4 separate regions of the Mus musculus genome follow, and all the other regions are linked to region 4. Evidence: chromatin contacts called from public Hi-C, HiCAR-type and HiChIP or PLAC-seq data. All regions are on one chromosome and are shown on one strand. Each heading gives the region's core, a stretch centred on a gene start, on an enhancer-like site or on the middle of the called end of the contact. The rest is flanking DNA. Distances are from core to core; before and after follow the strand shown. Region 1 overlaps Wbp1l (WW domain binding protein 1 like). Region 2 overlaps As3mt (arsenite methyltransferase). Region 3 holds the start of Arl3 (ADP-ribosylation factor-like 3). Region 4 holds the start of Ina (internexin neuronal intermediate filament protein, alpha).

Region 1 (2,700 bases), core at 143-2,642, 370 kb after region 4:
GAGTCCAAGCCATCCTAGGACACAGGGTGAGGATATGTCTCAGAGAGGAGGCAGGGGCTGGAGACAGCTCAGTTGGTAATGTGCCTGCTGTGTAAGCACTGAGACCTAAGGTGGGATCCCTAGAACCCGCACAAGAAGCTGGGTAGAGTTGGGGTCATCTGTAATTCCAGCAACACAGGAGGGAGTAGAGGATGAGGGAGGCTCACATCCAAACACAAGGACTTGAGACAGGAGGATGCCTAGGGCCGGCTGGCTAGCTGATGGAGTCAACCCCAGGTTCAGAGAGAGGCCATCTCAAAAAAAAAACAAAGTGGATTGCAACTGAGAAAGACGCTTAATAGCCTCTGGCCTTCACATGCACACATGTGCACGGACACACTAGTGTGCGTGCACACACAAAGTCACCTGCCATATCTGGCTTTCGACATTTCTTTTACTACAACCAGTGTGTGCCAAGCACCACCTTGGGTAAATCGGACACAAAGACAGAGAAAACCCTGTTCCCTGCGTCACAAACCTCAGTTATGAACGAAAACCCTGCTCAAGCAAAGAAACGCAACCCCGAAGGACGGCATTTGCTACCGCCCCGGCCCATGGGTGACATCCCAGAGGTCGGCTGCCAGGGGAAAGTTAAGTCACATGGCGGCTCCAGCTTTACTACACCAGCCACAGCCATAAACAAAGCCCTCTGGTGAGTGTCTCCGGCTGGAGGCCGGGCAGTTAGTTACAGGAGGTGCCTGTAGCTACAGAGAGAAGGCAGGAGACAGGGCAGAGCTTACACCAAATCCCTCCTCAGCGCAAGTTTCTACCTTCAGGGCTTTCATGGCCCTTCAAAGTCTTATATTCAGGCCAGTGGGATGACTCAGTGGGAAAAAATGCTTGTCACACAAACCCGACAACCCGAGTTTGAGCCCCAAAGGCTTGACGAAGGAGAGCGCCAGCTCCCTGGTGTCAGAGGACATCTTGACTTCTGTATGTATGGCGTGCTGTGAGCGTAGCTGCACGCACACGCACAGTAATAAAACACAAAATTGATTTAAAGAAACAAACTCTTACACTTCAGGATAAACCAGTTCAGGAGGAAACGCAGGAAAGGGCAGTCAAAGCTTACAATGAGAGTCTCACAATATTGCAGAGTTCTTTATTCTTGCTTTCCCCAGCCCACTGAAAACAAAAAGCTACGTAGCAGGCGGCTGGCTGGCTGGAGGCCCCTTCAGACACATGGTATGTGCAGAGAAAGCAGAGCTGCGTCTGCTATGCTCTCCAGAACCAAGCTAGCCACTCTGGCCTCAGAGAAAACCACTCCTTTCCTCTGGACACCAGAGTCTCCAAGGTCACCAAGCCCCGCCCGCCAGAGCCCGGTCTCTCTTGGCGCTAGTTTGCAAAAGCAAGTTCAAAGTATTCACGTAGCTTTAAACCACACCACGCTTCCTCTACCCCAGCAAATGAATCCAGCAGAGGTGGCCTAGGCAGCCAACTGGTCCTACGTGAGGCACGCAATGAAGACACTTGAAATCTAAACAAGTGGCATCCTCGTGACCTACGGGTGTCAGCTTTGCTCCTGGCAAGAGGCCTGTCATAAACAGAACCCCATTCTGCCTTGCTGATCTGCCCTGCCTCCAGACAGAGCTGTCCTGGCAGCCCTTAGCCCAGTTCCTCAAACCCACTTTGACTCGGACTGTCCAGCTACCCACCCTTCCCCGCTCTGCCTCCCCGAGTGCAGGATGCCTGCGGTCGGTCGGTTGGTTCTGGTCTTGGTGGTGGGAACTGCCACCTAGCATGGGAAAGGAAAGGGGGCAGGCAGTGATGGAGCCAGGGAGAGAGCTCAGGGTGTTAGCAGAAACAATGTGAAGGAGAATCAGGGGATGAGATGTGGGCTCCTCAAGCCAGACCTGCCATAGGAGAGAGAGCTGGCAGGCTCGGGGTCCATCTCATCTCTGACACTTCAGAGGAACAAGACTCTGGGCAAGGGACAGGGATGGCCCTAGGGCTAGTTAACACAATGTGTAACATCTTCAACCTGTAGGGGTTCTTGTTTGTTTGTTTGGTTGGTTCAGTGCTCAAGGTCTTGCGTATGCTAACATGCAGGCTCTGCCTACGGTTTCCATCAAACCCACTGCTTCATCCATCCCAGCTCTGACACAGCAGCCTCCAGCCAGTGTACAGCCCATACAACCCATGACTCCTTTCTCTCAAGCCAACAGCTGAGGTGTGGATGCTGCCAGTGAGGAACGGAAGGAGCCCAAGGCCTTTGGGCCTTTCTGTAACGTTTCCTGACAGCCTTGAGCTGCGGTGGGAAACAAAAAGGGCAACTGAGCACTGCCCTCACATGGCAGTGCAGTCTGGGAGAAGGCAGAGGACTAACCACGCAGGGCTAACAGCAATGGCACTCGAACCCATACACAAACCCATACACACTCGCAGAAGGAAGGCCACACCAAGACTGCCAAAGGGGCTTCTGGGAGGGAGGAAGAGGATGGCTAGAGAGTCTGTAACTGCAGGGAAGGCACAGGAAGAATGTTTCAGTACAAAAATGCTGTCGGGCAACTTCGTTGGCTAGGAGATTAAAAAACCCATACACATAAAATAAAAATAAAATCTTAAAAAAAAAAGAAAAGAATATGTAGTTATTCGAAAAGCATCTAAAAGTCTATGTAGGGAAGAAAGAAAGAGAGAGAGAGAGAAAGAGAGTGAGAGAGA
Region 2 (2,796 bases), core at 2-2,501, 270 kb after region 4:
AGCATCCTCAGACTCCCTAATTAAACACCTCTGAGGCCATGCTAACCTCACCTCTTCCTCTAGTGCCCAAATTCTCCTTTGCTGGGATCTCAGAATGACCAAGATTTTCTCACCAAAGCTTCTGTTGTTGAAGGCTGTTCCTTGCTCGTTTTTGAGGCCAGGTCTCACATACCCCAGGCTGGCTCACACTCTCTGTGGAGCTGGGGAGGGAGGACCTGTGCTTCTGGTCCTCCCAGCTCTACCTCCGAGTGCTGGGGCCTTAGGTTGTGCTGCCTCTCCTGGTTTCGCCTGGTACTGGAGAGCAAACGCAGAGCTTCCTGCCTAGACTACCAGGCAAGTATTCTACCAGCTGGACTGTGCCCTGGCCCCAGGGTTTACGTCTGATTTATCAGATCCTGATAAGGACCTGTGTCCCGTCATTGATTCTTCCTTTAATCCTCATAACTTCTTTAATATGGGCCCTAGAAGCAAACCCAGCATTTCCCTAAAGGTTTAATGAGAGCACCTTACAAGGGGAGAGAAATCCTGTTTGGATCTCTTAGCTTTCCTTTTTTCAAAAACATCACTTAAGACAGATGACGGGGGGGGGGGGGGGGGCTGGAGAGATGACTCAGCAGTTAAGAGAACTGACTGCTCTTCAAGAGGTCCTGTGTTCAAATCCCTGTGTTATTGTGTTATGACCCATGGGATCTGATTCCCTCTTCTGGTGTGTGTGAAAACAGAATATATATATATATATATATATATATTTTTTTTTTTTTTTTTTTTGGTTTTTTGAGACAGGGTTTCTCTGTATAGCCCTGGCTGTCCTGGAACTCACTCTGTAGATCAGGCTGGCCTCGAACTCAAAGATCCGCCTGCCTCTGCCTCCCAAGTGCTGGGATTAAAGGCGTGTGCCACCATGCCCGGCATAAAATATTTTTAAAAAGACAAACTACAGACATCCATTGTGGTATCAATTATCAAGGTGAACTGAAGTCAAATTTATTTTTTATTTGTTTTCTTTTTCATTCAGTTACAGAGAAAAAAATTGCAGACAGCAACCTAAAGAATACTCCTAGCAAATTTGAGTTGACAATCTTTTGTCATGGTTAGCATAAATTTAGTAAGTACTGTGCTTCCTGGTAACCACAGAGAAGAACCCAGAGGTGTCCTGTGGTAGGCCAGAAGGAAGATAATTCTCACAACGTTGATGATGCCTTTGGCCCTTTGAGTAAACCTTGGGCTTCCAAGTTCTACTTCTGACCACTAGGTGGCACCAGAACTCTGAGATAGAGAAATAGAAAAGCAGGCGATTTGCTGTGAACCTTCAATTAACATCCTCTAAAAGTCACTCTTATTCTTAGCAGTGGTCTAGCTTGTGGTGGCTTTGCCACCTTCACATAATCTGTGCACTGGCGAAGAGCAGGCTAAGAAGCCTCTGTGACTGTCCTTTAGCCACCCTCTTGAGCCCGGTGGGCTCCGCGCTGGCTGTAGATCTAGCAGTTTTTCCTCTTGCCACAGCAGCCTCCCGTGCCTTCAGGTGCATGTCTGGGCTTCATCTTGTCAGAGTCCTCTGCAAGCTTGAATGGATCTCTGATTAGAACCTGTCAAAAGACAAAGCAGAATGAGCATACAGAGGGGCACTGAAGCACCCCAACATTGATATTTCTGTTTGATGTGGGCTGATTTATCAAGGAAAGAGAAAATGTTAACCCTGTCCACCCTTGGAGGAGCACTGCCATCCTTTTGGGAGCACTGTCACCCTTGGAGGAGCACTGCCACCCTTTTGGGAGCACTGTCACCCTTGGAGGAGCACTGCCACCCTTGCGGGAGCACTGCCACTCTAGAATACAAATAACCTTTTAAGATAAGCCTTGTGGTACATAAATCTGTCCCCTACCTCAGCAATGTAGAAGTGGAGGCAGAAGGATCTGGACTTAAGATCATCTTTGATTGAATAGTGAGTTGGAGGCCAGCCTGGGCTACAAGTTAAGGAACAAAAGATGACTCTATGTTCTGGAAGCTCTAATTAGATTATCAGTCACTCTTCCAGGGTAACCTTTACTTTGTTCAAGAAAGGGAGGATTAATTTTTGGGTTTGTTGTTGTTGTTTTTGTTTCTTTTGAGACAGAGTTCCATGTAGCCCAGGCTGGCTTCCAACTCACAATGATACTAAGAGAATGTTGAGGGTATATACACATACACACACACACCCCACACACCCCAATTCATGCTGTGCTGGGGACTGAACCCAGGCTCTGTGCACGCAGACGAGAACTTTACCAGCTGAACTAGAACTCCACCCCAAAAGCGACTTTTATTGTTGTTCTGAGATTGTCTTACACTGAAACCTAGGTCGGCCTGGAACTCTTGGTGATCCTCCTGCCTCAGTTTCTTAAGTGCTGAAGCTACCATAGCCTGCTTAAAAGTAGTCTCTGCTGGGCCAGGGAAGCTGATTTCCCCCAATTGATTCCATGAGATTCCATGAGATGAGATCCTCATGAGCAAGCGCCTTTTACCCTTGGAACGGAAATCCTGAAATGCTATCTATGCCCTGTCCTCCAGAACTCTGTGCACGAGGCAGGAATGCTAAGTCTGCTGATGTCCAGATTAGAGATGGCCATCTCCAGTCACCCTGACCGTGGAGTGCAGAGTGCATTCGCTCAGGGGGGACAGCCGTCTTCACTTCTCCTTTTTTTTTTTTTTCCCCCAGAGCTGAGGACCAAACCCAGGGCCTTGCGCTTGCTAGGCAAGCGCTCTACCACTGAGCTAAATCCCCAACCCCACTTCTCCTCCTTTTATCTCAAATGAGCT
Region 3 (3,123 bases), core at 456-2,955, 440 kb after region 4:
CCATGGCTCAGCACTTTAAAGAGCAATCGCTGCTCTGCAAGAATCCCTGGGTTCAGTTTTCAGCACCCACCTGGTGACTGACAGCCACCCATAACTCCAGCTCCCGGGTACCAAAGACACATGTGATGATGCACTTACATACATGCAGACAAAACATTCATATACGTAAAGCAAATAGTTTTAAAGGTTTTATAGAAAGTTCTTTACTTGGTTGTAAAAAAGACCTGAAAGCTTCGCACTATGTACCCAGTGCCCAGAAGTACCCAGGAAGGAGGCAGTCCTGTGCAAATTTAGGGCCAGTATGGTCTACATAGTTTTGTTCCAGGCCAGCCAGAGTTCCATAGTAAGACTCTCAAAACAACAACGACAACAAACCTGAAAACCCATACTGGAAAAATCTGCCTTTGTTTAAGTAATGGCAACTAGGTTGGTGAAAGAGGTAACGCCTGAACCCCAGATTAAACTATTGATAATAATAATAATATGTCACCCTTTCTTTGCGACAGGAATTGCTCTCTATGTACGTGACATACATGGACCTGTAAGATAGATAACAGGTAAACACACATCAACAGACTTCCAGAGATACCACTTCTACCTAAACTATGAGCTGTTGGAAGAGTTCTCTGCTTATTAACAGGTATAAACAGCTCTGAGGTGTGGGGTGTAGTGTATGTAGGTCGGTGGCAGAGTGCTTGCCTACCCTGTACAAACCCCTGCATTCTGAGTTCAGTCCCCGGGGGCAAACAGCACTCCTACCTGGGCCACAGTGTTTACAAGCAACACTATAAAATAGTTTACAAGTAAAAAAAAAAAATAGTTTACAAGTTAGTTCAAGTCCGGACTCTTATCATCTACAATAACCGATTTCTAGGGTTGTAAGGAAATTAAACCTCATATAAAAAAAAACATTCCACTAGGAAGAATGCAATTTCCACGAAGGCAGGTTGTCGGGAACCAACATGCCACAAAGGTCCTGTGGTCGGCCCTGGGCGTGAGAGGAGCGGGAGGTAGCGCTTGCAGTCTAACCCGGTTTAGCAAAATCCAGCAGATCCCAAACAATCTAACACTCCCGCTGCCAGCTAACCTCAATGCTAGGGACCGGTCCCCAACCTCCCTATCTCTCGCCCTCTCTCAGGCGACCTCCCCCAACACAGTACAAATCACCTATCCTGGATTCTAACAAGAATGTGGAGATAGAGACGTAGCCGCAACTCCTGAGCCCTAAAGCCTGGCACCCGAAGACAACCGGGGTCAGAAGGGAAGAATCCATTGGAGCCCTGGTGGGTCCCTCCGGCCACGCGGCTTCTGCAGATGCAAGTCCAGCACGCAGCGCCTGGCAGCCGCAACAGAGCAGAACCACGCTCCCTTCGGAGGCGCGGGGATTAGGAGTAGCTGTGCATTTGGCTGCACTTGCGAACTCTTACCTGGTCCCAGAGGGATGCACCCCGCGACTGCCACCAGGCGAAGCTGACCAGGAAAGCAGAACTGAAGTGTCGCGGCTAGGCCCGGGAACCACCCCCTCGCCCTACGCCCCCACTTCCGACCAATCAGAGGCCACAGGCTCCGGCCAGCCACGTGGGCGGCTTTGCACCTCCCGCTGGGTCGCTCACCAGCCCGCCCCGCCCTCCCGCCCCTCCCGAGACCGCCTGCGCAATGGGCGGGCGCTTTGGCGCGCTTGCGCACTTTGGGTAGAGAGGAGCAGAACCCCGCCCCATCCCGCTGCTCCGTTCCTCCGCTGTGCGTGCGAGGGACGTCAGGGGCGGCGCCGCAGCAGTTACCCCTGGTAACGGGGGAGGCAGGAGGAGGAGGCGGAGGAGGAGGAGGAGGGACTCGGCTTGAGGATGGTGAGTGTGGGGGCCCTGGCCCCTCCAGAGCTGACCAGTCACCCCCCCTCCTTTCACCAGTCCCAGGGCGGGGCGCTGCGCGTAAAGCCGAGGAGGACGTGGGATGGGGCTCGCCTTGATCTTTGGGGTTCTAGATCGGTTTCAGGGGCGAAGGAGGAGCCCCTAAAGTGGGCCTGGAGGGAGGCCTAGGCCTGGAGAGAAAAGAGGGGTTTGCGATAGATTCGAGGCATGGAGTGCTTGGCTAGCGGGGAAGCCTGGGCACCATCATCTTTCTAGGGACTGGGATGAAGGCGACTCTAGAGCTGCGGAGATCAGACCAAGCTCTCAGATCTTACTGCAGAGTCGACCTCTCGGCGCCTCGGGACTGTGGGGTTCATCTGAGAACCAGCCAAAAGTGGGAGAGGCGCGGCTCTACTGTCTTTGAGATCACCCTGGCAGCACCAGGGAGCTGTAACCTGGCTTTCCTAGATGCTCGCGTCTCTGAGTGAGAGGTGTGTAGGGAGTAAGTCCCAGGACAATAAGAGGTACCGCTGGGAATGGATGTCTCTGTGGTGGGTGCGCTCCTGCAGTCCCAACTTAATCGCTGAAAGTTCTGCGAAGAAATAATGGTTGTTGATGAGCGATTTTTTGCTCCGTATTTATTCCATGTAGATAGAAGCAAATTAACCTCCCGTGTCCTAGCTTTTCCTTCAAATTTGCAGTGTCCTTTTGCCTGAGGCCACAGGAGGACCAAAGGTCTTCACCTCAAACTAAAAAGAATGAACAATAGAAAGTGAGCATCAATTTGAAGCAAGCCTTGTCTCCGTTAACCTTAATTAAGGCTTTTCCAAAGTGTATGATGTGTGACAGATTTTTGACCAGAAACACTCGGTTCCTTGTTGATTTTTTAAAATCGTTATTTTATTTAATGTATATGTATGGGTGTTTAGCCTGAATGTATGTTTGTGCTCCACGTGTGTGCCTGGTGCCTGCAGAGGCCAGAAGAGAGCTTTGGTTGCCTGGAACTGGAGTTACGGATGTCTGGGAACCATCGCGTGGATGCTGGCAAATGAACACTGAGCGTTGCTGAACATCTCTCTGCCCTTGTTGATTCTGTACGCGGTAGATGGAGAGTAAAAATGAAGTTATGGGGAAATGAATATTTTTAGAGCTAGTCAAAGAAAACTTGATATTAAGGCATTTAGAACAGGTTGGTTGGCTTACTAACTGCTCCGAACAGGTTCCTGTTGCCCCCCCCACACACACACACACAATATTTTTGTGAAAATATTGAGGC
Region 4 (3,091 bases), core at 383-2,882:
CCCTCTGGGGACACTTTGGGTCGGCACTGTTCTGTTAGTGTGTCTGTACTCTTGGTGACAGGAAGGCATGGTTACTTTTTTTTTTTTTTTTGACTCCTAGAAAGATTAAAGACTCCTTTGTTAGAAGAGTTCAGACAAGCGACTGGGGGTGGGGTTGTGGCTCCGTGTTACTGCATATGCCTAGTATATGCATGAAGACTTGGGCTCTGTGCCTCAAACTCCCCCACCCTCCAAAATAGAGGGCGAAGACATCAAGGGCTTGAAGAGCTAGCTTCCAGGCACATACAGTCCACATTTGCGGCTGCATGCGTGAGACTTCGTGGTTTTTTTTTTAATTTGTTTGTTTGTTTGTTGACTGACGCCTCTAGTCAACGCTCCCCTCTCTCCCCTTTCCCTCCCGTGGTTTCCTAGGGCACCAGTTTACAGGGAGTGAAGCTATCTCTGTACGGAAAAGGACAGGGCACTCTTTCCTATGCAGCATCCCAGCCCTTACCTGGTAGCCGGCCACCTCAGCGCTGTGCCGCTCCTCCAGTTCCAAGATCTGCCTCTCCAGGGACTCATTGGCTCCGCGCAGACCCTCTATCTCAATGGTACGTGCCTGGAGCTGGCGCCGGTACTCGTGGATCTCCTCTCGGCTGGCTCGGATGGCTTCGGTGCTGCGCGCAGCCTGCTCGTTTAGGTTGGCGAACTTGGACTTGTACCACTCCTCGGCGGACTGCAGGTTCTTAGCGGCCAGGGACTCATACTGCGCGCGGATCTCCCTCAGCGCCGAAGTCAGGTCTGGTTTAGCCACGGCCACGTCCACCTCGGCGGCGGCTTGCGAAGACGCCTGCAACGTGGCCAGGAGCTCGGCCACCTCCTCGTCGTGGACCTGGCGCACGAAAGCCAGCTCGTCCAGCAGCGACTCCACCTTCTTCTCCAGATCCAGGCGGGCCAGGGTGGCGCCGTCCACGTCGCGCTGCTGCGCCTTCAGGGCGCGCTCGGCGCCTTCGCGCCCGCGGCTCTCCTCCTCGCAGCGCGCCCGCAGTCGCTGCACCTCCTCGGCCAGCCCATCGCGCTCCAGCAGGGCCTGCGCGCGCGCCGAGCTCGCCTCCTCCAGCTGCGCGCGCAGCTCGCGCAGCTCGCGCTGGAAGAGCTCGCCGACGCGCGACGGCTCGGCGTGGCGCTGGCGCAGCGCGGCCAGCTCGGCCTCGAGCGCACGGTTCTGCGTCTCCAGCTGGTGCACCTTCTCGATGAACACGGCGAAGCGGTCGTTGAGGCCCTGCAGCTGCTCCTTCTCGTTAGTGCGGATGATCTTGTACTCGTTGGTGCGCGCCGCCGCCTGGCTCAGGTCCAGCCCGTCGGAGGCCGGCAGGCGGCGGTAGGCCAGGCCCAGGCCGAGGGACGAGGCCGAGGAGCAGGCGGCCGTGGAGGCCACATTGCTGCGGGACAGCGACTGCGAGCGGAAGCTGCCCGAGCCTCCCGGCCCGGACAGGCGCGCGGAGAGGCGCGAGCTGTCCCCGAACACCTTGCGGTAGGAGGAGGCGGAGCACAAATAGTGCTCCGATCCGAAGCTCATGGTGCCGGGGTCGGGGCCGGGTGCGCGGCTGCGGCGGGACCTGGCGAGGACGCGAAGGTGCGGCAAGGCTGGGTGCGGCGGGGCGGTGTGCGGGGCTTTTAAGGCGCGGGGTTGGGGCGACGCGCTAGGGGTGGAGCTTCATCTTCAGATCGAGCGGGGAGAGGAAGGGGGGCCTGCGGGGGCGGGGGAGCGCAGTGCCACCGCAGCTGCGCGCCACCGTCCTGGGCCGTCCCTGTCCGCTGCGCCTGTACCCCAAGAATCTGCCTTGGGAATGACCGGAGGGGAGGGAGTGCCCAAACAACCTTGGCTTCCCGGCCGAGCGCTCTCAGCTCTTTGATGGCGTTAGAGCCTGTCCTTTTTTTTCTGCTCTTATCCCCCACGGAGAGGAGGTTTTTCTGAAAGGTGTCCTCTATTCTCATCCGCATCCCAGAGTTCCCAAGGGTAAGGCCCTGTTCCTCTCCACTCTTTACAGGGGGAGCGGGCAACCCCCTCTTTATCTCCTGGCTTAGGCGGCTCCTGGTTCTCTTCGGAGAAAGTGGGACCACTTCAGAGAGCATCCCTCAGTTCCGCCACCACAGGAGATAGGATTCGCAGAAAGAGTGAGATTCTCGGGGACATTGGTGACGAACAAGAGGCTGATTTTTTTTTTCCCCAAGGGTGCAAAGGGTTACCGGGAGGAAAGCGGTCTGTCCTGGAAAGGACAAAGCGTTGAGAATTAGCAGGATTCACCTCTAGACCTCCAGTCACCGTGCGTGCCAGGACCGCAGGCTGCTAGAAAGGCTGCAGGCTTTGGTTTAAACAAACAAAAAGCCCCAAACCAACAACAAAACACATTAGATTTTAAAACGTTTCAAAACTGGATTTCTAGTCAGGAGGTTTCATCTAAACAGAAACTGGATTGATTTTGATCTTTTAATGCCCAGCCCCTGCTACTCTTGAAAGCAGAAGGTTTAGGATGACTGCGGTGGGCGAGTGCCTTTGTTTAAGTGCGTTGTTCCTCAGGGCTCCCAGCACTTCAGAGTCACCCCTCTTACCCCGGTTTTTGTTTTTTTGTTTTTGTTTTTATCTGTCTGGCCCTGCAAGCGTTTGACAATCCATTCTGAATTGGACGGGAGCACCATTTTCTGTGGGGATTAGTCTTTGGACCAAAGACTCATTTCCAGGAGTGAGGCAGAGGAGCAGGGCTGACAGAATTGGCCGTCCTCGCCACACCCGGTTAGGATGGAGTGGGAGCCTGAACGATAGATGGATCTAGTTTACCTTCTATCCTGTGGCACAACTCCAGGAAATGTGAAGCCCTTTGCTTTCTAGTTCCGAATTCCAAACTTACATTTGTTTGTTTTGAAACAAGGCTCCCATTCTGTGCCCCTAGTAGCTAAGTTGGTTTTGCTCTCAGTCTAAGCTGGCCTTGAGCTCCTGGCAATCCTCCTGCCTCTGCCTCCCACATGCAGCAGTCACCAGTGTGGCCCACCATAGCTGGCCCTTATCACCTTTTATGATCTTGGGGTTCTAGAACAAGTTTTGTTTCACTTC

Evidence for each region. Hi-C and Micro-C count contacts between places; a contact is called where the count stands out from the background. HiCAR-type assays count read pairs that join an accessible place to other places. HiChIP or PLAC-seq counts read pairs in DNA pulled down with a chosen protein or histone mark.
Region 1: a HiCAR-type map of astrocytes shows a contact between it and region 4, with 3 times the contacts expected there. The contact joins the enhancer-like site here to the promoter of Ina in region 4. A contact is called at or near these places in 6 of 39 promoter capture datasets (the C10 cell line, the SN4741 cell line, cranial neural crest and 3 more) and 8 of 115 datasets of contacts at active chromatin or transcription factors (astrocytes, bone marrow-derived macrophages, cardiomyocytes and 4 more).
Region 2: a Hi-C map of bone marrow-derived macrophages shows a contact between it and region 4, with 25 read pairs. The contact joins the enhancer-like site here to the promoter of Ina in region 4. A contact is called at or near these places in 17 of 39 promoter capture datasets (3T3-L1-derived adipocytes, the C10 cell line, the HPC-7 cell line and 12 more), 1 of 15 datasets of contacts at CTCF or cohesin (the NIH/3T3 cell line), 16 of 484 Hi-C or Micro-C datasets (the AtT-20 cell line, B cells, DN3 thymocytes and 11 more), 13 of 115 datasets of contacts at active chromatin or transcription factors (bone marrow-derived dendritic cells, bone marrow-derived macrophages, craniofacial prominence and 8 more) and 3 of 9 other capture datasets (adipose tissue, embryonic stem cells and liver).
Region 3: an H3K4me3 HiChIP or PLAC-seq map of the 230-238 cell line shows a contact between it and region 4, with 6 times the contacts expected there. The contact joins the promoter of Arl3 here to the promoter of Ina in region 4. A contact is called at or near these places in 7 of 39 promoter capture datasets (the 3T3-L1 cell line, the C10 cell line, cranial neural crest and 3 more), 6 of 484 Hi-C or Micro-C datasets (the C2C12 cell line, the G1E-ER4 cell line, colorectal tumor organoids and 2 more), 11 of 115 datasets of contacts at active chromatin or transcription factors (the 230-238 cell line, astrocytes, bone marrow-derived macrophages and 7 more) and 4 of 9 other capture datasets (adipose tissue, embryonic stem cells, liver and 1 more).

What each region holds. Positions count from the first base shown.
Region 1 is chr19:46,640,528-46,643,227 of GRCm38.p6, reverse strand. All of the region lies in intron 2 of Wbp1l (WW domain binding protein 1 like), which reads right to left. Among named protein-coding and RNA genes, the nearest start is that of Gm36602, 24 kb to the left of the region's middle. Within about 2 kb of position 1,392, at least 128 of the 459 cell types and tissues checked have an H3K27ac peak or open chromatin away from gene starts, as enhancers often do. A contact at or near this core is called in astrocytes and cardiomyocytes, where this site is marked.
Region 2 is chr19:46,739,251-46,742,046 of GRCm38.p6, reverse strand. It overlaps As3mt (arsenite methyltransferase), which reads right to left. Exons shown (of 11, transcript NM_020577.3): 11 at 952-1,586. The coding sequence ends at 1,479. Among named protein-coding and RNA genes, the nearest start is that of Cnnm2, 21 kb to the left of the region's middle. Within about 2 kb of position 1,251, at least 8 of the 459 cell types and tissues checked have an H3K27ac peak or open chromatin away from gene starts, as enhancers often do. A contact at or near this core is called in the P5424 cell line and bone marrow-derived macrophages, where this site is marked.
Region 3 is chr19:46,571,764-46,574,886 of GRCm38.p6, reverse strand. Arl3 (ADP-ribosylation factor-like 3) reads left to right here and starts at 1,705. Exons shown (of 6, transcript NM_019718.3): 1 at 1,705-1,847. The coding sequence starts at 1,845. It overlaps Sfxn2 (sideroflexin 2), which reads right to left and starts at 1,522. Exons shown (of 12, transcript NM_053196.3): 1 at 1,428-1,522.
Region 4 is chr19:47,013,222-47,016,312 of GRCm38.p6, reverse strand. Ina (internexin neuronal intermediate filament protein, alpha) reads right to left here and starts at 1,632. Exons shown (of 3, transcript NM_146100.5): 1 at 494-1,632. The coding sequence starts at 1,558. It also overlaps a transcript of Nt5c2 not described here.